Linked DNA regions of Mus musculus: all the other regions are linked to region 1. The links are chromatin contacts, called in public HiChIP or PLAC-seq maps. All regions are on one chromosome and are shown on one strand. Each heading gives the region's core, a stretch centred on a gene start, on an enhancer-like site or on the middle of the called end of the contact. The rest is flanking DNA. Distances are from core to core; before and after follow the strand shown. Region 1 holds the start of Crygn (crystallin, gamma N). Region 2 holds the start of Kmt2c (lysine (K)-specific methyltransferase 2C). Region 3 holds the start of Xrcc2 (X-ray repair complementing defective repair in Chinese hamster cells 2).

Evidence for each region. HiChIP or PLAC-seq counts read pairs in DNA pulled down with a chosen protein or histone mark.
Region 2: an H3K27ac HiChIP or PLAC-seq map of extraembryonic endoderm stem cells shows a contact between it and region 1, with 5 times the contacts expected there. The contact joins the promoter of Kmt2c here to the promoter of Crygn in region 1. A contact is called at or near these places in 2 of 484 Hi-C or Micro-C datasets (both in embryonic stem cells) and 1 of 115 datasets of contacts at active chromatin or transcription factors (extraembryonic endoderm stem cells).
Region 3: a contact with region 1 is called in an H3K27ac HiChIP or PLAC-seq map of embryonic stem cells, with 4 times the contacts expected there. The contact joins the promoter of Xrcc2 here to the promoter of Crygn in region 1. A contact is called at or near these places in 1 of 39 promoter capture datasets (the SN4741 cell line) and 1 of 115 datasets of contacts at active chromatin or transcription factors (embryonic stem cells).

Annotation. Positions count from the first base shown.
Region 1 is chr5:24,756,495-24,761,114 of GRCm38.p6, forward strand. It overlaps Crygn (crystallin, gamma N), which reads right to left and starts at 1,354. Exons shown (of 4, transcript NM_153076.3): 1 at 1,329-1,354. The coding sequence starts at 1,349. Gm33591 (a long non-coding RNA gene) reads left to right here and starts at 548. Exons shown (of 2, transcript XR_003955727.1): 1 at 548-800.
Region 2 is chr5:25,495,728-25,500,402 of GRCm38.p6, forward strand. Kmt2c (lysine (K)-specific methyltransferase 2C) reads right to left here and starts at 3,056. Exons shown (of 59, transcript NM_001081383.2): 1 at 2,663-3,056. The coding sequence starts at 2,823. 4831440E17Rik (RIKEN cDNA 4831440E17 gene) reads left to right here and starts at 4,070. Exons shown (of 1, transcript NR_030700.1): 1 at 4,070-4,675.
Region 3 is chr5:25,703,893-25,708,189 of GRCm38.p6, forward strand. It overlaps Xrcc2 (X-ray repair complementing defective repair in Chinese hamster cells 2), which reads right to left and starts at 1,905. Exons shown (of 3, transcript NM_020570.2): 1 at 1,786-1,905. The coding sequence starts at 1,824.

The DNA of each region.
Region 1 (4,620 bases), core at 104-2,603:
AAGTGAGGTTCCTAATACTGAAATTCCAACCCCTCAATAACTTTTTGGATCTAAAGAGCTGTGGTCCCAGAAGGACCCTGTGTCGGGGGCTTCTCTACATCCGGACCTCAACCTCCTCCATGGTACCCAGACTTTCATTCCTTCCCATTACAGTGGATGCCCGACAGTGCCGATGGAGCAGAGAATGAATGGGCAGCTGGCTGTTATCAGACATCACTGGGCTCACAGTGGGACAGACACATTGCCCAGATATCTGGGGACAAGGGTATTGGGGGTGGGGTGTTCAGGAGAGGGCTAAGTGTCACTCACCCCTTTGTCTTCTCTACTTCACCCACTCCTTTTTTTTTTTTTTTTTTGAGATAGGGTTTTTTGTTGGTCTTCATTTTTGTTTTGTTTTGTTTGTTTTTGGTTGTTACTTGAGACAAGGTTTCTCTGTGTAGCCCTGGCAGCCTTAGAATTTGCTCTGGAAACTGGAATGGAACTCAGAGATCCTCCCCCCGACCCCCACCTCTGCCGCTGTGCTGGGATTAAAGGCGTGCACCACCACTGCCAGGTTTTGAGAAAAGGTCTTAGCTATCCCAGATTGGCCTGGAATTTATCAATAGCTAGGAAGGACTTTGAACTTTGATCCTTCTGCCTCCATTTCCTCAAAGCTGAGACTACAGCCAAGTACCACTGTGCCTGGTTTATTCAGTGCTGGGGACAGACCCCATAGCTTTGTGCATTTAGTTAAGCATCCAGCAACTGAGCCCACTTGTTAAGAATCTCTGAAGGCCAAAGAGTTTTGGATACTACAGAAGGTAAGGGGTAAAGGGGTAGCCATAGTGGTGGGTGCCCTCCCTGCATAAAGCAAGGCTGCTAAGGGCCTCTAGAACATTCGGGAAGATCTCAGCATTCAAAGGATTTGGAGGTTCCCTACAATTTCCACATACTGCATAGAATCAGCCTCAAGTCAAATGGGGAAAGAGCTTGGAGGGTGGGGGGTCAGAGGCCACATTTAGACCACCCACCCTGTAGTGAGGAAGGGTGAAGAGGCTGAAAGAAATGCTGAACCATGTCGGTTACCAGAGATTTACCACTCTAAGCCAGAAACACCGGGCCTGACCAAGCTCCTCCTGACTTTGGGAATCCCTTAGGAGAGGTTTGGGGGAGAGGGCGACCTTCCTACCCACGTACTCCATACACGCCCTCAGCCAACCAACAGAGGGAGTTTGCCCCATCTCATTAAGAAGCAAGTTTTGCTTAACTTTGTCAACCCCGAAGAACACCTGGGGTCGGTCTGTGCCCTCCCCACTAGCGGGGCTCCCCGAGGCTGCTGGGGCACTCACCTTTCCCGAGCGTTGCGCCATGGTGTATCGCTGGCCACTGCGAGACCCGGTATATACTCTGTGGCGCCTGCTGGCTCAGCGCCCCCAGGGACAAAAGATTTGCTTGGCCTGGCACCCGCGTGTTAGTGCTGTCGGGCGTGCTAAGCCGGTGCCCTGACCCACCCGCCGCCCCTGTGTTACACACAAGTGACCAAGTCCTCAATGCCTCTTGACCTGATCCTTCCTGTCCAGCTCGTTGCTTGCTGCCCTGCTGAGTCAGGGCTCGGGAGAGTCCCTTCAACCTCTTGTTTTGCCTCCTCTCTGCCATAGCTGTGGCCTCCCAGACTGTGCTCTGACACTCGGCACAACCTATAATCAGTCCTATGAAGATCCCAGCTGACATCTGCCTTGATGCCCCGCTGCTTGCATTAGGGGACTTTCAGTACTTTGTGCTGTAAGTACAAAGTGTTTCAGTACCTGAGCCCTAACGCTAGACCACCTGGGATGCCAAGAATCTGTTTATAGGGTGATGTGCCCACTAAACTGAGGTGCCAGAATTTGCCAGGCCCACAGGCATTTGGAGTCTATTGAAGCCTGAAGAGCAAGCACTACAAACTGCTGGGAAGCTGGGGAGCTGGGGTCAGACTCTGAGATCAAAGGAGAGAGCCACTCCAGGGGCCTACACTCTGCACTCTGGGGAAGAGCTCATGGGCCCTCTTACCAGCAGAGTATAGATAAGACTTCCTAGGACAGAGACAGGGCCCGGAAATCCTTGGGCAGAGGGATGAGTCTTGGGTCTTTGCTATGGGAAGTACTCAAGGCGGACAGTGAACTCCTTGACAGTTTCTTCTGAAGACCCCCACTAGGAACAGCTTACTGCCTTCACCAGCACACACACTCCAACACAAAGCAAATTGTGTTTGTCTTTATGAAGGCATAAAACTGAAACAGCGGGGACTGGCGAGATGGCTCAGTGGTTAAGAGCGCCGACTGCTCTTCTGAAGGTCCCGAGTTCAAATCCCAGCAGCCACATGGTGGCCCACAACCATCCATAATGAAATCTGATGACCTCTATGATCTCTTCTGGAGTATCTGAGGATAGTTACAGTGTACTTACATATAAAAAATAATAATAAAATAATAAAATTTAAAAGAAAGAAGTTATAGATCATTAAAAAAAAAACTGAAATAGCATTCTGCCAGTTTAGAAAAGTGTGTGTGTGTGTGTGTGTGTGTGTGTGTGTATGTGTCTAAGACAGCCTCTCCAGTCAGCCCTTGTCCAACACCTTGTTAGGGAAAATAGGCCTAGCAACATCTGAGGATTCTCCTGTCTCTGCCTCCTCTCTGGCAGTGGGATTGCTGGGGTTCCAGATATTCAATCCCCTGGCTCCATGTGGGTTTGGGGAGCTGAACTCAGGTCCTCCTGCCTTCCTGATGTGAGGGTTCTCTAGAAGGCAGAACACGTACTGTTGGGGTCCAGGAGTCACCCCACAGATCACACAAGCACCTCTCTCAATCAGACAGGGGTGGTTTATTAAATGCACTAAAAAGCTGGGATTCAGCTTCTCTGTTGGTCCCTTGGCTGCTGGCATCAGAGTCCGGTTCCTCGGCCTTCCAGTGTGTACTGATGGCTAAGTCTTTCTGGGAATCCTCTAGGCCTTTAGCAGGAGATTGGGACCATAGCTCAGAATTTGGGGGTTGAGGCTACAAGCCTAAACATCTTTCTCTGTCAGCCTATAAGGACTAAAACAGTAAAACCCACGGTGAGCTCACATGCAGGTTCTGAAAGTACTCTGACTCAAGCCATTTTAGACATGACAGTTCCTATTGACCTTTAATTTGATGGGTCCTATGTGAAGCCTTGTGGAATTTCTTAAGATTATCAAACCTCATTCTGTATGTATCATAACATACAGAATACAACAGGGCATGTGAGCATGACATTGCTCTGAGTCAAGTTATTTTTCTGTGTCAATGACTGGCAGGCATATTACAGCAACAATATGAATTGCTGGCAGGCCTGGAACAAAGTGGTTACATCTATGTTGGCCAGGACAGGCCTCAACATATACCACATACATACACACACACACACACACACACACACACACAAAGATGAGAGGCTCTATCAGTCTGGCTGGATAGTCTAACAATGGCTATCTTCACACTGGAGAGTCTGAGGGACAATGGCTCTCAGGCCACGAGCTTGACCAATCAGTAGCCCCAATCTATTCATTAAAGCTGGGTCACCACTAGAATGAAACCACCTACATGTGGGTGAACCTTCCTGTTTCAGTTCACGTAATTCAAAGAACCTAGTGGGGAAACCCCCACTCAACTTCCGATTCGGTGTGCACCCAAGAATCACGAATAGAACACAACACCTTGATGTAACAACACGAGGTATTTTAATGGCGGAGCTCCGGGTCGAAACGTATCTCACACAGGAGACAGTGGATTCGACCACGAGGCTTGGAAGCTAGGGGTTTTTATAGAAAAGGAGTGGGGCTGGGGGAGGAATTGGCGCGGTTTCACATGATTGGTCCATTTAAACATCAGCAGCCTGTAACATTTAACTTAGGTCAGAGGGGTGGGAGCTAGGGAGGCGATGGGCCTGCCCGGGCATGTCCTGGTCTGTTCTGCTATGTTCTCAGCCCCAGGTTTCAAAGCTCACAAACAACTCTTTGGGCTATTTGACATACATTACATGAATCACAGGTCTCAAGTTTTATTTCCTTTCATTCCCCTCTTCTTCTGTTTAGACTAATTCTAATCATAGAATTTTAGAGATTGGTGTCCCCTAACTCTTCATCTACCTGAACTATAGGTTGATATTGCCTTTGAAGAACCATGAGTTTTACTGTATCAATTCTACTCTGGATGAAAGCCATTCCTCTATTTATTATACAAGGGCCGAAAACTAAAGCTAAGCATATCATAAGGATTGGTCCGGCTACAGTGGAAATCAAAGAAGTTATCCAAGATGGTCGTGATTCAAACCATGACTCAAACCACCCCCGTTGAGCATCCCGTTCCCGTTTCCTTCGCTCTAATCTTTCTCTCAGTTTCTGCATAGAGTCTCTAACTATTCCTGTATGATCTGCATAGAAGCAGCACTCTTCTTTAAGGGCAGCACACAGTCCTCCTTCCTTTAGGAACAACAAATCAAGATCTCTCCTGTTCTGCAAAACTACCTCAGACAGGGAGGTCAAAGATTTTTCTTTTTTTTTTTTTTTTTTTTTTTTTACTTTCATCCCAATATTTCTTTTTTTTTTTTTCCATTTTTTATTAGGTATTTAACTCATTTACATTT
Region 2 (4,675 bases), core at 1,806-4,305, 740 kb after region 1:
TGAGTTCAAGGCCAGCCTGGTCTACAGAGTGAGTTCCAGGACAGCCAGGGCTATAAGGAAAAACCCTGTCTCGAAAAACCAAAAAATAAAATAAAATAAACTATAAAGACTTGATTTGTTTACTTAATAAAAATTCAAACATAACAATCGGGCATGGAAGCATATGCACCTTTAATTCCAGCACTCGGGAAGCAGAGGCAGGCAGATCTCCATGAGTTCTTTGATTTCAAAGCCAACCTGGTCTACAAGTACCTGGCTAGCCAGAGCTACATAAAGAGAGCCTGTCTCAAACAAACAAACAAACAAACGATATTAGCTTTTGTTTCTTCAGTGCACTCTTTGCAATTCTACACTATTCATTTACTACAAACCTAAATCACATTTGTTACACATCAGTTTCACCTTCTGGGTCCTCACTAACTACAGGCTCTTTTCCTCATGGATACTAATATGGTGTAGAGATACACAATCAAAAACCTCTTTGCTTTCCATTTCACACATTAGTTTCCACTTACATGTTTCCAATACAATTAGAGATTCCACTCCCTTCAAACGTTTTCTAATTTTAAAGAATTTAAAAGTTAGAAGCTAATTACCACTACATTTTACTTCCTTGTAAAGAATTCTGTGTTGCTTTTCAAATCTAAAAAAAAAAAAAAAAAAAATCTAAAACAGAATTGGCCAGAGTGTTCTTAAGACTACACTGTCATTCTTTAGGAAAATGTTTAACTTCTCAAAAGGCCATTTTTTCTTCATTAATAGTGCTAAGAATTAAAATAATTAAGTGGCAATAACTTAAGTGAACCTTCCTCCCGGTTCAAAGGAGTTGCACTAATACACCTTAACTCATCTCAATGGGAAGCACACGGTGTGTGCTCAAGCATTTGCAAGTGCGTGACCCTAACAATGCAAAAATGAGCGCTTGTATGTCTACTCTCTCAAAAAAGAAGAATTAAATGCAAATATAAAACATTTACTTACCTCAAATTAAAGTATAGTAAGATTTTTTAATGTGTTTTGTTTTTTCAAGACAGGGAATTGTCTGTGTTGCCTTGTCTGTGTTGCCTTGTCTGTCCTGGAACTCCCTCTGTAGACCAATTGGCCTTGAACTCCACCTGCCTCTGCCTCCTGAGTGCTAGGCTTAAAAAGATCTTACAGGCCTGTGCCATCATGAACCCTCTTATGAGATGCAGATGTTTTTCAAACAGTGAAATGGGAATGAATCGAAGTAAACTTCTAATATGGCTTAATCCCATGTTGCTTTTTAAAACAGTATTTATGTCAAACTGACCAAGTCCAAAGTTACTCAAAACTCCACAAAACGTCTCCAAATTCCAGTCAAGGCAGGCATAATGTTATCTTATGCAGACCATCACCTTACAAAGTAACAGACAAAATAAACTCGCAACTTTGTATCACAAAGAAGCTAATGTAATAATGTATACATCCTCTATAAAGTGTTTCTCTCAAGATTTTTCACAGCTAGGTAAGAGCTGGCAGGTGATAAAATATACAGGCGACTAAAGGCCCTGGAACATTTAGTAGTAAAAAGATAGCAAACCCTCTCCACCACCCACCCCAAATACACTGTGTCAAGAGCTTAGTGGGTTCCGAGAGGCCAGGGTGCTTGCTTGCTATGGCTCAGTTAACACTATTTTTGCTGCAACCACCAGACACAACAAATGAATGCACGTAAACCAAACAAACAGCCTATCCATAAATGTGCTGACTTCTTCCTGCAAGTCCCAGCGCACCCTTCCACCGCCAACAGTTCAATGAGAATATCATACAATGAAATGAGTAAGCAACACACGCCATTCTGCAACTTTGAAAGACGGTCACCAATCTTCCGCAGCACCCCGAAGAGCCACTATTGCTGATCAACTAACTCATTGGCACTAAAACGGTTTCCTTAATTTTCAAGCCAAGTTGCCGAATAACCACTTTTTAAGACAACACTTCTTGCCCAGTTCATCCACCCGGCACAGTCCTCACGGACGCTCAAAAACAATCGAAAGCCATTGCCTGCCCAGCTGGAGTTGAAGTTACTCGTCCAGCGACGTTTAAAGCTGTCTCCCCTAAACAAAGTGCTCTGGGCCGTCAGCGCCGCGGAACCCGGCCGCGTTCCCGAAACTCCGACTCGCCCGCTTACACCTGGGCCCGTGCGATCCCGAGCGCCGGCTGCGGAGCCGGGCGGTGCGGTTCGGGGCGGTGGGGGATGGGGAGGACAGGCTCGAATGGCTTCCTAATGTATCATTAAGAAGCAAAAGCACCGGTCTGGGAGCAAGAAAAGTTAAAGGAGCCGCGAGCTGACAAAGAGCGCCGGCCGCCGCACCCGGACCACCCGGCCGCGGCGTTTGACAGCTCCGTCCCTGGCGCCCACAGCTTTGTGGCTCCGAGAGGCCGGGCCGGCAGCAAGCTGGGCGTGCTCGGCGGGGCGTGTGCGGACGCCGGGCTAGGCCCTGGGGAAGCCGCCGGGCGGTTCTCCCAGAAGCGAGGCCGAACTCCAAAGTAAAGTGCGCGGCGCGGCCGGCGGGACCTGCGCGGGCGCCGCCGAACCGGGCCGCGCCTGGGCCGCCCCGCCCCCACCGGGCCGGGGGCCTGACAGCTCCGGGCCGCGCCGCCGCTGGCCGCCCGCCTGGCTCCCTCGCGCTCAACTTACTTCTTTCTGGCTCTCTGGAAAGGGGAAGCGCCATCTTTGCGAGGCCGGCCCCGAGGTCTTTTGTCTGCGGCTGCGGGGCTCGGGGCCGGGGCTCCGGGCTCCTCGGGGGGTGCTGGCGGCGGCTGCTGCTGCTCCGCGCTCCGGTCCTCCTCCGACGACATCCTAGTCACCAGGAAAGACACATGGATCCCCGTCCTCCTCCTGGGGGGCTCCTCCCGCCGCAGCGGCCGCAGCCGCCGCCGCTGCTGCTGCTCGAGTTGCTCCTCCCCGGCTCAGCCTCTCGCATTTCCCGCAGCCCCGGGAGCAGCAGCAGCAGCAGCAGGTACCGGGAGAGGCGGCAACATGGAGCTAGCAGGACACGCACTCACACACATCGGCGCGGGCGCGCGCACTCGGCGCGCAGGGGCCGGCGGGGGGCGGCGGGCAAGCGGGCGGGGCGGGCGGGGCCGGCCGCGCGGGGCGGGGCGCCGCGGCCAAGGCTGGGGCCGGCGGGGCCGGGCCGGAGGGCGGCGCCGAGCGGGGCGGGGCGGGGCGCGACGCGAGGGGCGCGGGCCGGGGGCGGCCGCAGGGGTCTCCGCCCGGCCCCTCCCCCAGGCCGCCCGCGGCGGGAGGAGAAAGGGCCGCGGAGGGGGGCGGCGGGCCGGGCCGGGCCGGGGCGGGGCCAGCCACCCCTCCCCCGCGCCGTCAGCCCGTCAGGCCCACGCCGCGGCGAAGTTTTGACAGCTGCTCCAGTTGTTGTGGTGGGTTCCGGGGTGGTGCGAGCGCCGGCCCCTCGGTCGCGCGCTGGCGATCGCTCCCTCACACACTGCTCGCTCACGGCGTTCCCTGTGGCTAGCTCCCTCACGCTCGGTTCAACGCACGGCTAGCTCTCGCTCTTCCCTATCGTTTGCCCGCTCTCCGGCCGGCGCTTTGCTGCCTCACGCTCAGGATCGCTCCCTCACGCTAGCTTTCGGCCCCATCAAGCTTGGCTCCCTCACGCTGGGATCCCTCTCGCTCGCTCGCGAACGCTCCCCCACGCCCGCTCTCTCTCTGGGGGCAGCAAAGGAGGAAGTTTTGCGGCTGTGCGTTCACCACACAAACAACACACGCACACGGCAGTGGCCGTCGCGCGAGGCCTGCACCCGGGTCCCCCGGGGCGACCCGCACCACAGACCTCTCAAACTCGCCGCCGGCTCGCCCACACACAGGCGCCTCCCGCCCCCGCCCCCAGCGCGCTGCTGCCACTCACGGGGCTGAGTCCGCGCATGCGCCCCGCGCTACCCGGCCGCCGCCGCTGACCTCACCGCCCCTCCCCCGCCCGCTCTGACGCGGCGGTGGCTGCAACTCGGGCTCTGGCGGGCGCTAAGCTGCGGACCGGGCATCCGGGATCAGGGTCCAGCCCGGCCGGAGGAGGGGGGAGGGATCGATGTAAACACTCCGGAGCGTGCACCCGCGTGCGGTGCGCGCACGTGCGTCCGCGACCCCCTGCGGGCGTGGGCCGCTCCAGGCCTGGCGGAGTCCCACGTAGGCTTCCCTAGTGCGGCGCAACCGTGGCAGGACAACGTTAGATCCTAACTCCAGCTGTAGTTTCTCCGTCCGACGTCATGTTTTAAACACCGTGAGACCGGAGGCTGCCGTACAAAAAACCAAGCGGACAGGTTGAGTGGGAAAAAAATGTCTCTACACCGAGAGAAATGCATCAGCGTGAACGTTGTGTGTGCTCAAGATTTAAAAATGGAAATACTGCTAAGCTGTTTCCCATTAAAAAAAAAAAAACGATTCGTTAAAAATGGGGCCAGAATTGCCCAGGACGCCGCGTTTCGTTTGCACTATGGATTGCCTTGTAGGAGTGAGAAATAGTAGAGATGGGAAAACGGATCTGTGGAGCGGCGTGGAAGGCTTAGAGTAGCCTGTCAGGCGCTGAGCTGCTCGGAGCCTGGAATCCGAGCGCACTTTGCGATCAGTTCTTTCCATTCTCAACAGTTTCAATGCTGGGCAAAAAGAATACACTTGTTTCTAGAGGTCCTGTTCACC
Region 3 (4,297 bases), core at 655-3,154, 950 kb after region 1:
TGTGTGTGTGGTGTGTGTGTGTGTGCATGTGTGTGTGTGCGTGTGGTGAGTGTATGTGTGTGTGTGTGTGTGTGTGTATGGTGTATGTGTGCGTGTGTGGTGAGTGTGTGTGTGTGTGGTGTGTGTGTGTGTATGGTGTATGTGTGCGTGTGTGGTGAGTGTGTGTGGTGTGTGTATGTGTGTGGTGTATGTGTGTGTGTGTGTGTGTGGTGAGTGTGTGTGGTGTGTGTGTGTGGTGTATGTGTGTGTGTGTGTGTGTGTGTGTGGTGAGTGTGTGTGGTGTGTGTGTGGTGTGTGGTGTGTGTGTGTGTGTGTGGTGTGTGTGCATGTGTGTGTGTGTGTGTGTGTGTGTGTGTGCGTGTGTGTCCGTCAGGCTGGGTTTACACAGGGAGATGCGTACTCCACCTATTTCTTAAAGCTCGCTTCCCAACATTGTCTTTGTTCCGACTCTACAGAACCACTGGCTGTTCCCCTAAAGCAACCTTCTTAACGCTTCAACCCCGTAGCACAGTTCCTCCTGCTGCAATGACTCCCAACCATACAATTATTTTTGAAGCTACTTCCTAACTGTCATTTTATTACTGTTATGAATTGTAATGTAAATATTTTTTGAGATAGAGGACTGCGAAAGGGGCAGTGACCCACAGGTTGGAACTGCTGCCCTTGCTAAGTTCAGACCATACCTGAGCTGCTCCCTCCTCAGCAGCAAACCACTGAACAGTCCTTACAGTGCCAGTTCAGGGGCTGGGAACGGTAGCTCTGGTGGCAGATCCCATGCCTAGGAATCATGAAAGCCTGGATTCCATCCTTGGCAGTGGATAACAGGGCACTGTAGCACACACTTGTAATCCTAGCATTCCGGAGGCAGGACGGTCAGAAGTCGAAGGTTAGGGGCCAGAGAGATGGATTTCAGTTAAGAATGGGTTTTGCTCTTACAGAGAACATGAGTTTGGCTCAGATAACTCAATTGCTAATAACCCCGGCTCCTGATCATCTGACACCTTTTCCTCTGGCCTCCAAATTCATCTACACACATGGGTACATACCAACCCACAGACACACATTCATTTACATAATTTCTACAAATAAATAACTAGGACAAGGTTATACTCAGCTGCACGGCAAGCTCAAGGCCAGCGTGAGCTACCTGGATCCCCTCTGAATACATTTAAGTTAGCTCCTCCTACAATTTGTCTTACCCTCTTTTGGAGAGGCATGCTTTTACCATATGCTGTATATTTTACAGAAGCTTCGATTATTACATTTTGTTTTGTGAGAGAGGGTCTCACTATAGAGCCCTGACTGGCCTGGACCTACCTATATAAAGGCTAACTTCAAACTCATAGAGATCTGCCTGCCTCCGCCTCTTTAGTGCTAGGATTAAAGGCGTGTACCACCATGCCTGTTGATTAATTTTGTTGTTGTTGCTTCTTATTCCCAACTCTTGGCTGACAGTACTCGAACAAGTAACACACGTTAACGTTTAACGGTTCCTGAGTGAAATGGCTTGCGTGGCTCTGGAGAGATAGACGACAGGGGTATTCTGGGATACAGAAGGCCGGATGCCACAAACAGGTTAGTTAGAGGTGAAGCAAGCTACCTAAATTTAGAAAACGTCTACTGATGCCTCAACTGGTGGTCCTCCCTTCCCCAGCTCCTGCTGCACGGCTCGCCATCCCTGACCGGTTCACTGGCGGCTGTCGCGCCGCCCCACGGTGGCCCTGGGCGCCGCTCGGCGACCTCCCCCTGTAGTGCGCGGCCCTCCCGTCGCCCCGCGGCTCTCACCTCTGTCCCGGATTCCGCTCTGCGAAAGTCGCTACACATCGCCCGGCCAGCTCCGCGGGTTCAACCTACCCGCCAGCAACGCCATTTAGCAAAAGCGCGAAAGACGCAGCCAGTCAAAGCAATGACCCTGTGTGCGCGTGCGCACTGTGCGGGCTCGGAGCCAGAGAAGCCGAGGGCATGCGCAGTAAAGCTGCGGCGCCCTCTTGGTGACGCCAGTCTCCTGCGTTTCCTTTAGTCCTTATGGTCCTTATGTTATCTTCAGTTACTCATCTCGACGGGTCTTTATCAGGCAAAATTAACATGTACGTGATTTCTAAATCTTATTTAGTTTTTTGTTTTTGTTTTTTAGAGACGAACTTCCTATGTAGTCGTGGCTGTCCTGGAATTCACTATGTAGACCAGGCTGGCCTCGAACTCACAGAAGTCTGCCTGCCTCTACCTCCTGAGTGCTGGGATTAAAGGCGATCACCACCACTGCCCGTGCTTACTTGTTCTAAAGAAACTTAAAGTACATCTTCCTGCCACGGTTGTGTATGCCTGTGATCCTAGCACTCGGGAGGCTGAGGCAGAGAATCACCAAGAGTCGGATCAGGCTATAGTTTGGGCTGTAGTATGAGATTGTGTCTCAAAGGTACTAGGACAAAAGTTTACTGATTTGGGCTTTTGGTGTGTCAGTGGTCCCAACAACTCCTGAGGCTGAAGCCAGATAATAGTTCGAGCCCAGGAGACTACTCTGGGCAGAACAGCATAACCAGATTAACAGGAGAAGTAACACCGTTACTGAGCAAGCTCGCTCTTCTTGTCCTTTCTTGAGGCAAAAGCCTATGACTGGCTGTGGTATTTATAGATAACTGGGGTGGGAAGAGAAAAATGTATATTGAATTGAAAAGAACTGTGGAAATACACTGAGCCTGTGAAGTTTTCAAGCTCTTGGTTTGGTTAGGTTTGTTGTTTGCCTTTTGTTTGTTTTCTTTCTTTCTCTCTCTCTCTCTTTCTTTCCTCCTTTCTTTTCTCTCTTTTCTCTCTTTTCTTTCTTTCTTTCTTTCTTTCTTTCATTCTTTCTTAGATATTTTCTTTATTTACATTTCAAATGCTATCCCCAAAGTCCCCTATACCCTCCCCTCGCCCTGCTTCCCAACTCACCCACTCCCATTGTCTGGCCCTGGCATTCCCCTGTACTGGGGCATATGATCTTTGCAAGACCAGGGTCTCTCCTTCCATTGATGGCCGACTAGGCCATCCTCTGCTACATATGCAGCTAGAGACACAGCTCTGGGGGAGGGGTACTGGTTAGTTCATATTGTTGTTCCTCCTATAGGGTTGCAGACCCCTTTAGCTCCTTGGGTACTTCCTCTAGCTCCTTCATTAGGGGCCCTGTGTTCCATCTGATAGATGACTGTGAGCATCCACTTCTGTATTTGCCGGACACTGGCATAGCCTCACAAGAGATAGTTATTTTCTTTTGTTTGTTTTTCTCAAGTTCTAGAAATACAGGCCAGCAGCACTCCTATGAGATTCTAGGCATTGGCACTTTAGTGCATGCTAGTTAAGCACTCTTGCAGATGAATTATATTCCCTGGCCCATTGTGTTAAGATCTTGGGTGGAGGAAGGAGTGGAGAGGAGAATAGTTTTCTTAACTGTTGCCTGTCAAACGCCCACTGATTAGATAGATAGAATATTTATACTCTGTACATCTCTGAGTACAAATCTTATGTGTACAGTACACATGAATGTCTGTACAAGACATACTACCACGCATCAGATTTGAACTTTTCTAGGAGCGTGTCACAGTAGACATGCCTGAATGGAGTTTACAACTTACTAGGTCAGTTGCTGGAACTTTCCTGAAAATTCCCTTTCCAACAGATTTGTAGGTTGTTTTCTTATGAAAAGGTGTGAGGTTGGCTCTGTGTCATTTCTCTGTCTCTTGTCATATTCTTGAAGAATTATCTGTGGTGGCTAGTTTATGTCATCTTGCCATAACTAGAATGTTTTGAAAGTTGGTGCCTCCATAAGATTTGACTGTTTTCTCTCTCTCTCTCTCTCTCTCTCTCTCTCTCTCTCTCTCTCATCCTGTTGTTTTTTTTTTTCTAAAGACAGGGTTTCTCTGTGTAGGCCTGCTGTCCTGAAACTCATGTAGACCAGGCTGACCTCAAACTCATAGATTTGCCTGTCTCTACCTCCCAACTGCTGTGATTAAAGGTGTGTACCACCACTACCACCAGCAGCTAGGGAATTTCTTAATTAGTGATTGATGGAGGGGGGCTCAGCCCATCGTAGGTGAGGCCATCCTTAGGTTAGTGGTTTTGAGTTCTATAAGAAAACAGGCTAAGCAAGCTATGTGGAACAAGCTGGTAAGCAGCACCCCTCTATGATCTCTGCATCAGCTCTGATGAACTTGAGTAAATTAATTTGGAATCATTTAATACTAATGCTAATCATTTAATACTAAATATCCTTAGGAAAAAAATCTCTAAGGTTATCAGTGTATATATTTCTTTGAACCAAAAA